Linked DNA regions of Hordeum vulgare: region 2 is linked to region 1. The links are chromatin contacts, called in public Hi-C maps. All regions are on one chromosome and are shown on one strand. The core of a region is the stretch at or near the end of the contact, and the rest is flanking DNA. Distances in the headings are between cores, read along the strand shown. Region 1 holds the start of LOC123448211 (WEB family protein At5g55860-like). Region 2 holds the start of LOC123448212 (alpha-L-arabinofuranosidase 1-like).

Evidence for each region. A called contact is a pair of places that touch in the nucleus more often than the background predicts.
Region 2: a Hi-C map of leaf shows a contact between it and region 1, with 3 times the contacts expected there. The contact joins the promoter of LOC123448212 here to the promoter of LOC123448211 in region 1. A contact is called at or near these places in 2 of 6 Hi-C or Micro-C datasets (leaf and seedling).

Annotation. Positions count from the first base shown.
Region 1 is chr4H:150,161,119-150,168,032 of MorexV3_pseudomolecules_assembly, forward strand. LOC123448211 (WEB family protein At5g55860-like) reads left to right here and starts at 3,577. Exons shown (of 3, transcript XM_045125035.1): 1 at 3,577-3,832; 2 at 4,829-5,022. The coding sequence starts at 4,858.
Region 2 is chr4H:150,424,722-150,431,635 of MorexV3_pseudomolecules_assembly, forward strand. LOC123448212 (alpha-L-arabinofuranosidase 1-like) reads right to left here and starts at 4,157. Exons shown (of 18, transcript XM_045125036.1): 1 at 3,850-4,157; 2 at 3,094-3,310; 3 at 2,869-2,923; 4 at 2,565-2,761; 5 at 2,208-2,329; 6 at 1,980-2,127; 7 at 1,256-1,325; 8 at 593-738; 9 at 461-506; 10 at 325-377; 11 at 1-23. The coding sequence starts at 3,279.

The DNA.
Region 1 (6,914 bases), core at 2,327-4,826:
ACAAGATGATGCGTGAGCATGGCATGAAAATGAAAGGTGGTAGGCTAATGTGGCTACCATTTCTTAAGTTGAAGTTGATTTGAATCAAGATTCAAATATCACTTCAAACAAGGTATTTTCAAATACCCTTTTAATTGATTCGACCTGATGCTCAGGTAATCTTGTTTTAGCATGCATGAAGATGGTGTTTTGAGGTGCTGATTGTTCTTGATCATTGTTTGGTCATAATAGTTGAAGTGGAATTCAAAATGGATTTTAAATTCCAACTCTAAATTATTTAATAAGGTTATCCTATTCATCAATTTATATGTTTGGTGATGTTAACATTTTCAAACATGTTTGCAAATATCAAAATCAGATTCCTTGGATTTTTCTGATCATTTTTCATATATAAATTATTTTCATTGGAGTTACAGATTATTTTCTATGATTTTTAGAAGTTTTAGGCATTTTCTGGAATTCTTTTAAATCAGAAAATCTCTTTATTGCGTCAGATCTACGTCAGCACTGCGTCAGCAGGTCATCCGACCTGGTCAGGTCAAACCTGACAGGTGGGGGCCACTGGTCAGCGGCACAGGAGATAATCCCGCCTGACCAGCCCCTAAGTGGGTTTGACCCACTGCTAGGGCCCACTGTGAGTGACTAATTAGCGCTAACTAACATGGATTAGGCCAGCCACGTTGTTCCCTCCGGCGGCGACCAGATCCGCGGCGGATCTTCGCCGGAGATGCACAACAACTTGTTGTGGTGCTCGAAATCGAGTGTAGAGAGCACTGGGATGATCCCCAGGCTCGGCCTCATCCACTACGGGCATCAGGAGGGGCTGAGGGTGGCCGGAGGATGCCGGCAACGAGCCGAGGCGGCTGCCGGAGCTCGGGCTCGTCGGTCTCGTGGCTAGAGTGCAGGAGAACGAGGGGAAACAGGGGGAAATGCTCGTGAGCTCACGGTGGTGATGAAGATGGGCTCAGACTGCTCGGGGAGGTGCTGTAGCCGGCGATCCAACGTTGATTTGCCGGTGGCCGGAGGTTGAAGACGACGGCAATGGGGCGTTGCAGAGCTTGGGGAGGTCGATTCCTTTGGCGTGCGCGTCGAGCTCGATGAGGCGGAGAGGATGGAGCACTCGGGAAGGCTTCTCTGTGGCCAGAGAGCTCGGTTGGCTCGAGCTCAAGCTCCTGCTAATGGCGGTAGGAGGAGAGGGGAAGAAAACCGAGAGGAGGAGGGGGAATGGGGAGAGAGAGAGGATAAGGGAGTGCTCGGGAAACTCATCCCCGTTGTCGCGCTGTCCTGGGGGCACCGGGGAGCGCCACGGCGAAGCAGGAGGTGGAGGGGGCCGCCGTGGTCGATCTCTCCTCTACCAGAAGGTAGAGGAAGAAGACGACCCTGCCGCTGTGGGTTGGGCCTTGCAGGTGAGCGTAGGATAGGGTTTTTCCTTTTTCTTCTGTTTCTGTTTTCTATTTTATTTGCTGATATTATTAGCTATTTATTTTGGCTTCAAAAGCAATTCAAAAATTAGTTTGAATAGCCCTGAGTGTTAGTTGGAATATTTCCAACTTCTCCTGAGGCTTGCAACATTTTTGAAAACTTGAATAATTTTGAATTCAAATATATCATTGTTTTCAGTAGTTTTTAACTTAAATTTAAAATGCCAAAAGTAGGTTGAATATAAGTTTCATCTCTGATATTTTGTTTTCAACATTTATCAGAAATATTGAACTTTTAAGAAGGCCATTTTGGGTTCATTGATTTTGGCAAGATTTGAATTTCCTTTGAATAGAAGTGGCTAGGGTTTTTGGTTTGAGTTTCACCACTTCCTTTGATTTTGTTTCAACTTCTTGAATGCAATGGAAGAAGATATGAGCACAAATGTTAAACCCTAGTTAGGAATCCAGGGATGTGACAAAATGTTCTTTAAATTCGAAAAATGTCTTTTCTTTTTTTAAAAATATACTGGATTTTCAGAAAATGTTTGGGATTTTCAAAATATTTTGTGGATTTTCAAAAAATGTTCAGTATTTTACATAATATGTTGAAAGCTTCGAAATTTGTTCCCTTTTCCCAATTTTCATGGGAATTTCATAATTTGTTCCGAAATTTAAAAAATGTTAACGTTTTCATTTTCTTAGGAGTTTATAAAAATGTTCCGGTTTCAAACAATGTTCACAAATTTCTCTCAAAAAAATATCTTCAATTTTGAAAAATGTTTTTTTTCTTTTTTGAAAAATGTCCTGGATTTTCAAAAAATATTTGGATTTTAAGAAATGTTCTGGATTTCCAAAAAATGTCCCCGTTCAGGTTTTCATATTTCGTTAGGGAGTTTTGAAAAAATGTTCTGTTTCAAAAATTGTTTGCAAATCAAAAAAAATGTGTTTTCAATTTTGTTTTGGAGTTTATAAAATGCTCGCATGCAAAAGTTTTCGTGTTTCCAATTTTCTTTTAGAATTTAGAAAATGTTCCTGTTTTTGAAATATTGTTAATGTTTAGTTTTTTGGATAGTTTAAAAAATGTTCCCGTTTTAAAAAAATGTTCGCTTCTCCAAAATTCATTCGTGTGTTTAAAAAATGTTAGAGTTTCTTTGATAAAACATTCATGTTTTGTTTTCTTAAAAAAGTTTTGCGGTTAAATTTTTTGAAAACATTCGGATCGGTGTTTAAGTTTCTTAAGGATTTGTATCATTGTGTAAACATGAAAGCTCGCTAGCTCGAGTGGCAAGAGACATATGCTCTGAAGCAGCCGACCCTGGGTTTGAAACTCGGCAGCGTATCCTTTTTTTTATTACGGCCATATCTACTTGTCGCTAGCAAGATGGGTTGGTTGGCCTGGTCGCGATCTTCATGGGTTGGCCTAGTTGAGGCGGTCCCCCTTTGCGGTTCGGGACTTCCTGCTGCAACAAGCGGGAGGTAGGAGCTCCCAAATAACGATGTTGGCATCTTTGAAATTAATTAACAAAAGGCTTTCACTTTTTTAGAATTGACAAGGCCCAACCCAATTCCGTGAATGAAGTGAGCCCAATTGTTGGAGTGCGACACCCAATTTCGTAAGACCTAGCCCAATTGTGCCCATATCATGAGAAACACCACATAAATGAGGAGAGGACCATATCTGGCCAAACGATCCGGCACGGTACAACCCAAAACGGCCCGCTATAAACGGGTCCGGCATGACACGCCCAACGTCGTGCCGTGCCGGCCCACGTGCGCAGCCTCTAGGCCCACACACGACACGTTAGCTATACGGGTCGGTCTGTCGACACGCCAGGCCCGTTGGCCTGCTAATCTTTTAGCTTTTAGGCTACCTTTTGGACTGATTTTGATCTGTTAAGCTATTTTATATGTCTTATATATATATATATATATATAATAGAAAATATAAACGGGCATGTCATGCCGGTCTATGTACCACACGATTCGAGACAGGCTTTGTATCTGACACAGTCTGATTAGCCCGTGTCATGCGTGATCCATGGCATGTCGGGCCTCCGTGCTCCTGGACCGGTCCAAAAAGCACAACCCGTTTGGCAAGGTACGGAGAGGACCCCCCTTGGAAAGCAGAGCCGCCGCAGGGGCTTCGTTGCAATATATCAAGACAGGAGCGGACGCCCCGTGAAACCCGCCACCGCACCACCCACCTTTCTCCTTTGCCTCCATTCCCTCTCTCCCGTCGTCTCCCCCTCCGACGACCTGATCTCTTCTCCCCCTCCGCGCCACCGCCACCTCGCTCCCCGGCCGTCTAGCACCATCGTCCGCGGTCTCGGCCTCGGCACAGCAGGACCTCCAGCACCGCACCCTCTTCAAATTTGGTCAGACCGCTCCTCCGACCGCCACCGGCGCGTCAGGTACCCTCCTCCTGCATTGGCGAATATTCTCGCTTGAGTACATTTTATCCCATCAAATGATCGTGGTCGCGTGGTGGGCGTGGCGCAAATACACATACGACCGTGAATTTTGTCGCAGCTACGTGCTGGATCGCGACGATTGGTTTGTTAGTGTAGCGGCGAGCCTGCAACTACCTTAGTGATGTCGTTGAGGAAATTACCGTATTATTTTTTGCTGGATTCGCGAGAAATTATTACTAAGTTGTATGGTTCAGTGTTCACGAGAAATTTCTTGGGTACTAACTCAGGGTGCAGGCTGCATATGCATTTTTGCCGGATTCTCTGTTTCCATAATTTGGGTAATAATTTATCTTGGGAGTCGACGGCCACAGTTCTGTTGCTGATTCCTTGTTACCATCATCATAGTTTACGAACCCGATCTCTATTTTAGTCTCTGAAGAGAACCTTTGCCATGGATTGCGAAAGTATTGCTTTGAACTTATTGCTGCAACCTTTTAATATTTTGTGGTATTCAGCATGGTAAAAAGCTGGGTCACTTTTATCAGCTCATGGTTTTAATGAGCATTATATCAAGTGGAGGCAAACGAGGGGGCTAGGGACGGTGTGGTAGGGGGCATAGGAGATTAAGAGGGCACATGGTGTTGTATAAGAGTTACAAATCATGGAGCAATGATGTTTTGGTAATGAAATTGCTAGTGCAGGGAGTGTGCTCGATGGGGTTGATCTAAGAAAAAAGGAATAAATGCACTGCGGTTTAATTTTAGGAAAGTTGCGGTTGTTTCTAATCAGATGCTGACAAATTTAGAAACCTTATAAACATACTTAGGGTTTTTAGTCCCTTAAATATCGTAAAACTGATCATCAGCACTGTAGTTAGCTGCTAAATCATAGGTTATTTTTCTTGTTGGTTATCAGAGCATCTACTGGATCCCTTCGTAAAACCGATCCATTTTATTGTATATAACTTGATGTAACTGCAACTATTTTCTGTCACAGGCTGCATACAGTATTGTGGCAACGGCATTATGGGGACAAAATCACCACACGCTGATTCAGACAAGACGGAGATTGGAGAAATAGATACAAGGGCTCCTTTCGAATCTGTTAAAGCTGCAGTAAGTTTGTTTGGTGAGGTCCGGTTTTCCTCTGACAGATCCGCCACCAGAAAGGCACAGGCCCCTCAAGCAGAGGTACTATTTTTTAGCCAAAAATTGTGTGCTTTAATATGAAACTAGCAAAAGGGCCCGTGCGTTGCAACGGGAGAAAAAAATACCACACGCTTTTAATCTTTTTATAATCATTTTGATTTATTAAAATAATAAGCTAACTAACTAATGTAGTCAGTCCTATCCTATTTTGTTGAGAAATCAACCCGTCCATTGTTAATTCCACCATGATGAGAAATTGAGCAGGACAAGCAAAGCAAAACAAAGAGGCTACGTGAATTGATCAATGGACTGTTATCTTATTTCACTCATGGGGTAGAGAATGTGGGATCAGATGACAAACTGAAGGTGGTGTTCCATTCTCTGTCTCTACAACAATACAATCTTACATTCAAGACATTCATTCATCAGCAAATAAATCCCCACAAAACAAAATTTCTTGCCGGTGCTTGGCACACGGTTGGAGGCATGGGGAGGGGATCTCACCAGATGATGAGTTCCTGCCGGAGGAGGGGATACGATGAGGGGAGCAAGGGTTAGGCGCCTCTATCTGGCCATAATTAAGGAGTCGCCGTTGCGGCGCCATAACCTTAGAGTTCCCTGTGTGAGCCATGGAGGCCCGCCTCCACCTGCAAGTACTTCGCTCCGCCGCGCCGCCGCCGTTCTGCATCGAGTAGACGCATCATCCCCACTCACTGTAGTTGTCGCGTTGATTTGATCCAGAAGCTGTGCTCGAGCGCCGAAAAGGGGGCAGCAAGCAGGCAGAGGTACGGCCGCGGAGGCGGGTGGGTTGAGATCGATAACAGTGGTGGTTGAGGTCGGCCGCGGCGGCGAGTGGTGTGGCAGCGGCCTGGGCACAGGCCAGGGTGGACCAGGGTCGACGCGATGCGCTCGAGCGCCGCAACGGGGGCAGTGTGCGGGGAGAGGTACGGCCGCGGAGGCGGGTGGGTTGAGATCGGCAGCGGTGGCGGTTGAGGTTGGCAGCGGCGGCGAGTGGTGTGGCGGCAGCCTAGGCACATGCCAGGGTGGCCCAGGTTGACGGGAGGAGGCGATGCGTACGGGTATAATTTTTGCAGCGAATCGTTTTTTCCTTTTACGTTGCAGATAAATGATGGAGCGCGGGTTGAATAACAAAAACTACAGGTTTTTTTTTTTATAAAAATACCGCGGTGGGTTTTCCGACGGAAGCAATAGCCGCTTTATTATTAGGTATAGATTAGGTATAGATTATATGATAGGCCCGCATGCATACTTTTTTTTGTATACATTGTATGCAACTGCAGCTATCTAAGAATATTAATCAAGTGCAGATATCATTGATGAAAAGCTATATTAGTGCTTGAATTGCCAAACTAAAAATTAATAGGGTTTCTGTGATTCGATGTGTAGATCATACTCTGTATCGACAGTGAAGTCGTCAGATTGTAGCATGCCATATACTTTTCTTTTGACCCGTTCCCAATGTTCATTTGACATTTGCATAAACGTTTATAGATTATTGCCTATAGTTCAGTTTCAGCAAGCACTCAGCTGTTATGAAAGTTGCAACATCCACTTTTTGACACGAGGAAGGAACCAAGGGAAAGTGATTTTACATGTATATCAGAACATTATATTTACAGAAACTGTCATTTGTCTTTAATTACTAATATCTGTGGTAGGTTTGGACATTTTTTGCAGCTGTTACAGTTTGTCTTAAGAGAAACTTCTGTACTAGACATGATGTGCGATGGAATCTTTAGTTGTACCTGAACATTCTTTGTCCTATTAACTCACCCTTTATCTTAGTAAAGCACAAAGTTCAGTATCTTGGTAGAGAACTTTGGTCTTGATGCATTTGATAGGAGAATAAGTTATTTGCAAGCCTAAGAGTGGACCAAGTACAACCACAACACGCGCCACGTCCCTAAGCGCTA
Region 2 (6,914 bases), core at 2,907-5,406, 260 kb after region 1:
AATTCTAGACTATCCAATACATCCTGCAGAAAGACAATTATTTCAGAATAATGTACATGGGATTATAACGAGTTAATCACAATTTAACTCTTGGGAACACATCCGGCATTAATACTACAGCACCACAGAAGTAAATGATAGAAATGGAAGAAACTGGTCCGTGGACAAGGTTGAACAAGTAAGTAATTTGCTTTTGTTTTGATGCACCATGGCAATGCTAAGTTATTATTGTTTGCAAATTGCCATTCATTCAAGACTTAGAAGTATCCATCATACCATTACATGTCTACCCTGATAGAAAATGAAGTAGAATTTCAAAATTACCTTTACAAAAGGGGCAATGGCAGCGGTACTAACTTCATCATTGTGGCTGATTCCTGGTATTTAAGAAAGAGGACTCCGACGTTTAAGAAGGCGGACACTGCTAATCATTGATATGACAAAATTTGAAGATATTTACCATTGTTGAATACCCAGATTGGAGCAGCCCCCAGGTCTTCAGAAAGCTTTGATATAGATTTAAAAGGCAATATATGGTTAGGTGAAATATAAAAGGAAAAAGGTGAAATAATGTTCACTACTTGGCTGGTACCTGAAGAAACTCATAATATCCAAGGCCATCGTCAGTCCAGTAATGCCAAACATCTCCGAAGTGTCCAGGCCTCTCTTCCCATGGACCAATAGATTCCCTCCACCTGAATGCATTTCTTAACCATTCGCCTTCAACGAAGCAACCACCTATAGTGCATTCCGAGCAAACAATGGAAAAAGGAAAATACAAAATATCAGATGTCTTTACAAACTTAGTTTGGGATGGGTTGGGTTCATTTTAATGGAATGTTACATTAGTCAGGGGAACATGTTATATGAAAGAAGATATTTAATTAATATGATCAGAGCACATATTCGACTGGGAACATATGAAACTTTAGTCAGTATAACGTAACTTGCATATGGTATTGAGATATATTATAGTTGACTAACATATAATGATATTTGATTCTACCATATTTTAAGTGAACATTTCACTAGGCATTGCCGTAGTTGGCTCAATGGATTTCTCTGATAATAGGGGAACTGAAGATTGAGTTAGCTAGGTCTCACTAGTTCTGATCAGAAAGTAAAGATATTCAGGTTAAATCAATTTGAGCAAATATCTAGCAGGTCCAGTAAATTATACTATACAAGTCGATATATTAGAGTTAAGCCACCAATAAACTGAGAAAAAGTTAGAAAAGAGTTGATATGGCCATACCAGGAAATCTCAAGAATCGTGGTTTTAGATCCAAAAGCATGGATATCAGTTCGGTGCGAAAACCATGTCCCTGTATGTGTAGAAAAAAAAGGCTAGTTACATACTCAGATAAACTCAAGTGCCATAATCATGATCAGGCACTACGAGGATGTATCAAAGCAACGCAAAGTGTCCATTTAAAACACACGCATGCACACCCGGCCGCCCACGCAAGGCACACACACCCACGCAATGCCAAATGCCTAAGGACTAGAAAACAAATTAGTTAGAGACACTTGGTTCTGCTTGGTTTGTGATCAAATTCAAAATTAGAGTAACACTGGGCTCCACACTTGTGTTTTTGTGATGTAGAAGAACAGAAATGACCCACGCATTACTATGATAACCACAAACGCAATTGCCAGACAAGGATGCCCCACACACGAACTTCAACATGATCAAGATAATCAGATCAACCAAACGTTAAGATTTTATGGGGAATAATAAAATGTAAATAGTGTGTCAATATTATTATGACTTATGCCTAGGCCTATGAAACCCATCATGTTTCTGTCAGCAGAGGTTTTTTGCCGATGCCAGGTGAAATTTACTACGATAGTCAATGCTTCCTCTTCAGAGTTTTGCTCTTCAATTGTTGTGTAGTTCAGTATTCTAAAGCTTTGGATCTCTGCCTTCTTTCGTTTCTTGTGAATATCAATATCAAGAATATTACTGTATAATGTACCTTGAACGTGTCTGAAGGCATGAGTGATACTTGATCAAACCATACAACTCCCTTCTTGTTAGATGTTATCTGAAGTCTTGAGGTTCTGTTTGTCCCTTTAGCAATCAATTTTTGCTCCACTTTTGTCCAGTTGGAAGTGCCAGCAACTCTGAAAGAACAAAATCCGTTAAACTAATGAAAATATTGTCGTTCTCCTCCTTACCAGATATTGAGATAAATGATACTTACGGTACAGTAACAGAAGCAAGATTCTGCAACCCATCGGAGCTTGCTAATGAAACTGTCAATTCTGCAGCTTCTGCTGATTTAACATACATAACTAGATTGTAGGTCTTTCCATCTTCTATGTTCTGAAAGATGAAATGGTAAAGGTAATTACTAAATTGGATAAGAAGAGTTGGAAGGTTAGGAGAAGGAGGTAAAAAATACTTCTACTGCCTTGCAAGGGAGACAAAAAGAGACAAAACTGCATGAGGTTACATCTCTATCATGTGATACATTGATATCCAGTATATACTTCACCAAACCACAATTTTCATGCTGATATAAGCGATCAAATAAAATCAACTTAAAATTGTGTCATACCATGCCCCAGAACCCAGGGTTGTAAATGCCAACACCACTGGCTGGGCAGTCATCACAGAGAACCTCCATCCTAAGAGCGATAATGTTTCGACTGAAACATGATGTACGATCAGTCGCCACAAATATGGAAGAGTCGTCGCCAATTATAGACCATGGGTCAATATTTGATGGCGTATGGAGTCCTCCAGCTTCAAAACCTGAAGCATAAAAATACATTCGATGATTTCACTGAAATCCAGGTATGGAGAATATTTCGATAGGACTTCTATGTTCCGGTGTCCCACAACCAACAAAAATGAATTACCTCTATTACTAACAAGTTCTGCCCATATGCCACCGGCTCCTGCATGGTTGATCTCCTACAACATTAGCCAAGGTAATTAATAGGAGAATATAATCAATGGCGGAGCTACGTCCATGTCGGGGGAGGGAGGGAGGGGGGCCTCCGCCCCCAGCTGCCCCCGGGGATTATTGGCAAGCTCCATGAAAAAACATAAACTGATATAGTGCAGACAAACTAGTATCTCACCTCAAAAAACATCCCAAACAGTGTGTCTGGTATCTTTCGGGCAAGCTGTGATGAGGCATCAACCTTGAGGGTGGCCGTCTGTGTCGCTTGTAATTCCGATGCTATGCATTTGCATCCAAAGCAGAATAGGAGCAGCACGCATGCGATGGTAGGAACGAACACTTGTTTGGAACCCATACGCTTCATCTTGTAAAGAGCACTAATGTAGTCCGTGTGTCTGTCAAACAAATGACGAAAGGAGATCAAAATTATGACTTATGAGAGTCGACTGAGTTAGCTGGGAAATGGGAATCGAAATAAGTACAAAACTGATAACGACTAGTAGTGAGAAACAATGGCGATGAGCTACTTGATCCGACTCGAGTCTTTTTTTTTCCTTCTTTTTGAACCGGGCATATAACCCCTTTCCACTATAAATGAATAACGGAAATACAGCCAAAGCTCAAAGGGGGCAAGAAAGGGGAGAGCGAGTTCAAAGCATTGCCATGGAAACACTATCCGACTGGAGTTATGTGTATGCGAATCATGCAGCTAACTAACACGGGCGTCTCAAAACGGAAAGTAATTAAGAGCCGACGGAGGCGGTGACAAACTGGTCTAACAAAAATAGGTACCGACTGACTGACTGGCACTCCCCTCCCTCGAGCGTTTCATCGAACGACCTGCCTGCATACCCCAAAACAGGAACGACCGAGATCGGAAGGCGGAGAGTAGGGATACTGCGATGAGAGGTGGAGTGGCTAGTAATTTGCTCACCATGAATCCCACCCACAGCCAGCAGCAAGCGCAAGCGGCTGAGGAAGACGGAGGCGGAGTCAGGATCCTGCGAGTGAGTGCAGGAGCAGCGGAGGCGCGCGCTTAAGTAGGCGAAGCCGCCACGGCGAGGAAGCAGTGGCTTTGAAGGGAAGGGTGGCTCCGGATGGCGATCGGACGCCGGAGGCCACGGCCAGTTGCTTGCCGGAGTGGGCCGCTTCGGCGGTTGGTTGGTTGGTCCGTTGCCCGCTGCCGCGCGCTCGCTCGCTGACCGTTGGCCCCCGCTTTATCCGTATCACCGTATGACAAGGTCGTCGCTGGGTTTATCCCACATCCAATCCAATTAATAAGGAATCATTTCGTTGGTGCGATAAGACAGGGTGGGGTTGTTGTCGAGCCACTGTCAGATGATTGAATTGAGTATTACTCCCTCCTTTTCATAATATAAAAACGTTTTCAATACTGCATTAATGTTAAAAGCATTTTTATATTATGGAATTACGTCGCTTTCTTGAGACAAATTTATTTACGTCCCCTGGTTTTTTTTAATATGTGTTTTATTTATAGCATAGAAAACAAAGTACAAATCACGTAATGACCGACATAACAAAACTAAAAAGATAACAGAACATCGCTAAACTTTACACCAACGTTCATCGTATGCCTTCAGCATCACCACAGTAGCCAACAAAGAAAAAAATAACGGATCATCTCCTTATCCGAGCTTAACGCAGCTCCATCGCTGATACGCAAGTTTGCGGATCTCGAAAGTGGCTCATCAAAAGTGAAGCAATTGTCGTTGAACGAATCAGACCGGAGCAACACCCTGAACACGTTATCGATCTCCAGATCTGATACCCCACCACGACTAAGACGCCGAAGGAGGAAACCATACCTGTCATCCATCAACCACGAACCTAGCACACGTTTCGTCTTTCAGATGTCATTGGTGTAGACCACAATCCACATCCGCTCCTGGACTACCTCTCAAACTCTACAACGGCGTTGGGGCAAACACCATCACAATGACGGAGCCCGAGGACACAGGTCCACCACGAGGATGACACCGTCATCACACCATTCTTACTTGAACAGACTGATTTTTAAATTCATCCCCAACCATAACACTAATTACCTCATTGGGGACAAACCTGAACATTCTTTATTCAGCGCCGTCATCATCGCCTTCAAAGCAAAGACGACGAACAACCAAAAAAACAAATCTACTAAGAGCATCTCTAGTAGAACCCTCAAACCCTCAAACCCTTAAAAATAACCGCTTTTTTACAGTTTTCATCGAAAAAACGGCGTAGACTAGAACCCTTAAACCCTTAAACCCGTAAAAACATTTAGAGGTCCAACCCTCAAACCCCTTCCCAACATGTAGAAGTGAGGGTTGGGAGGAAAAACTCCCCCCAACCCGCACTCCTTTTCCCACATCGCGCGGGAGGAAGTTGGTTCCCGCGCGCGGGAGGAATCCACAGCGGCCGCCGCCAGCCCGCCGCCCTCCGCGCTCCGGTCGCCGCCCCGCCGCCCCCCGCGCTCCGGCCGTCGCCCAAACGGGCGCAGCTATCCCTCCCTTTCCTTCTCGCTCGTCTTCCTTGCCCCCTCGCGCAACAGCAGCGCCACAACGCAGTGAGTGGCACTTCCGTGATTTCGCCGCCGCGGGGGCGGGGGTAGGAGGAGGAGGAGGGAAGGAGGCCATGGGCAACGCCAGCGGCAGGGAGGAGGATGCCGCCGCGCCCGGGGAAGTCGACGCCGCCCGGGAGTCCCGGCCGCTCCCTCTTGCCGCGGATGTTCGCGCCCCAGGTCAGATCACCAGATCCCGCGCCCACTTCTCCGTTTCGTTGCTCGCTCTACAGGTACAGAGTTCAGTTCGGGTCGGATGCCTAGTTTCGCCCCTGCTGCTAGTTCGTCTTAGTATCATTGATTGTAATTACAATGCAGGAAGACACCAGTTGTGTTTATCTTGCCGAGTTTCACTTTGGCAGTCGTTTGTGCGAGCTTGATTGTTTTCTCCTAAGCAGCAAACTGTTTCAGAATAAGCTATGCTACTTGGACAGTTAAAAAACCATGTGGCTAAACAGGGAGGTTCTATTATGTGCAAATTGTTGAATGACTGTTTGATTGTACAGACGTTTTATGGGTTTTGCTCTTCTGATTAAAATTTAACATGAAGTAGATTGGTTAGTTCTAGAATTTTCGTTTCCCCTTGCCCAATAGTTAGTTTAGGTACTGTAATGGTGATTCTAAGTTAGTCATGAGAATGATGTCTCCGTGTGGGCTGTCCTATTTGATTCGAACAATTATTGTAATTTGCTCAAACATTGTTGTAATGATTTAAATGATTATTGTTTTATTCGATGGTGCAATAATAACTAGAATGATTATTGTTTTATGTCAAATGTGATTGAATTTGTGATATGTCATATGATGAAATGTGTGATATATGAAACGACAGTTTTAAGGGTTGGGGTTGGGGTTGGGGCAAAGACTAGAACCCTCAAACCCATGTTCCTTGTTGTCTTAAAAGTGTCAAAAATGACCAATTCTCAACCCTTAAAAGTGGTTTTAGATTTAAGGGTTTGAGGGTTCTATTAGAGATGCTTTAAGACCTAACCTAAAACTATACGATCCATACATGTAGATCCGACGATTTTCTTCATCATCGACGACGAGGTCAACGGCAGAGGGGAGCCGCCAAAGGAACGAGGCGAAGGGACTCTTCTAAAGACGGCTAGGGTTTCTAGCCGCCTGCCCAAGAGGAAAAGACGCTTGATTTGTTTGTCAGCTGATGATGTGCCATACGTACTCTGTCTGCGGAGAGGATACGGAGTTAGTAGAAATTAATCGCAGGAATTTAATTTTCGTACTATGTGTGAAATGTTTGCTGTTTACATGCTCAACTTGGCATTGTGCTGTCTTTGCTTAACGCCCAACACAAGAAAGCTCAAGCACCCCATGTTCCTTGTTGTCACGTGTCCAAAGCTGCATCTTTTTCTCAAGGAGACGGAACATGTTAGAACATCTTCGGCCTCAAAACGAGGTCCCTACGTACATACAGAGTG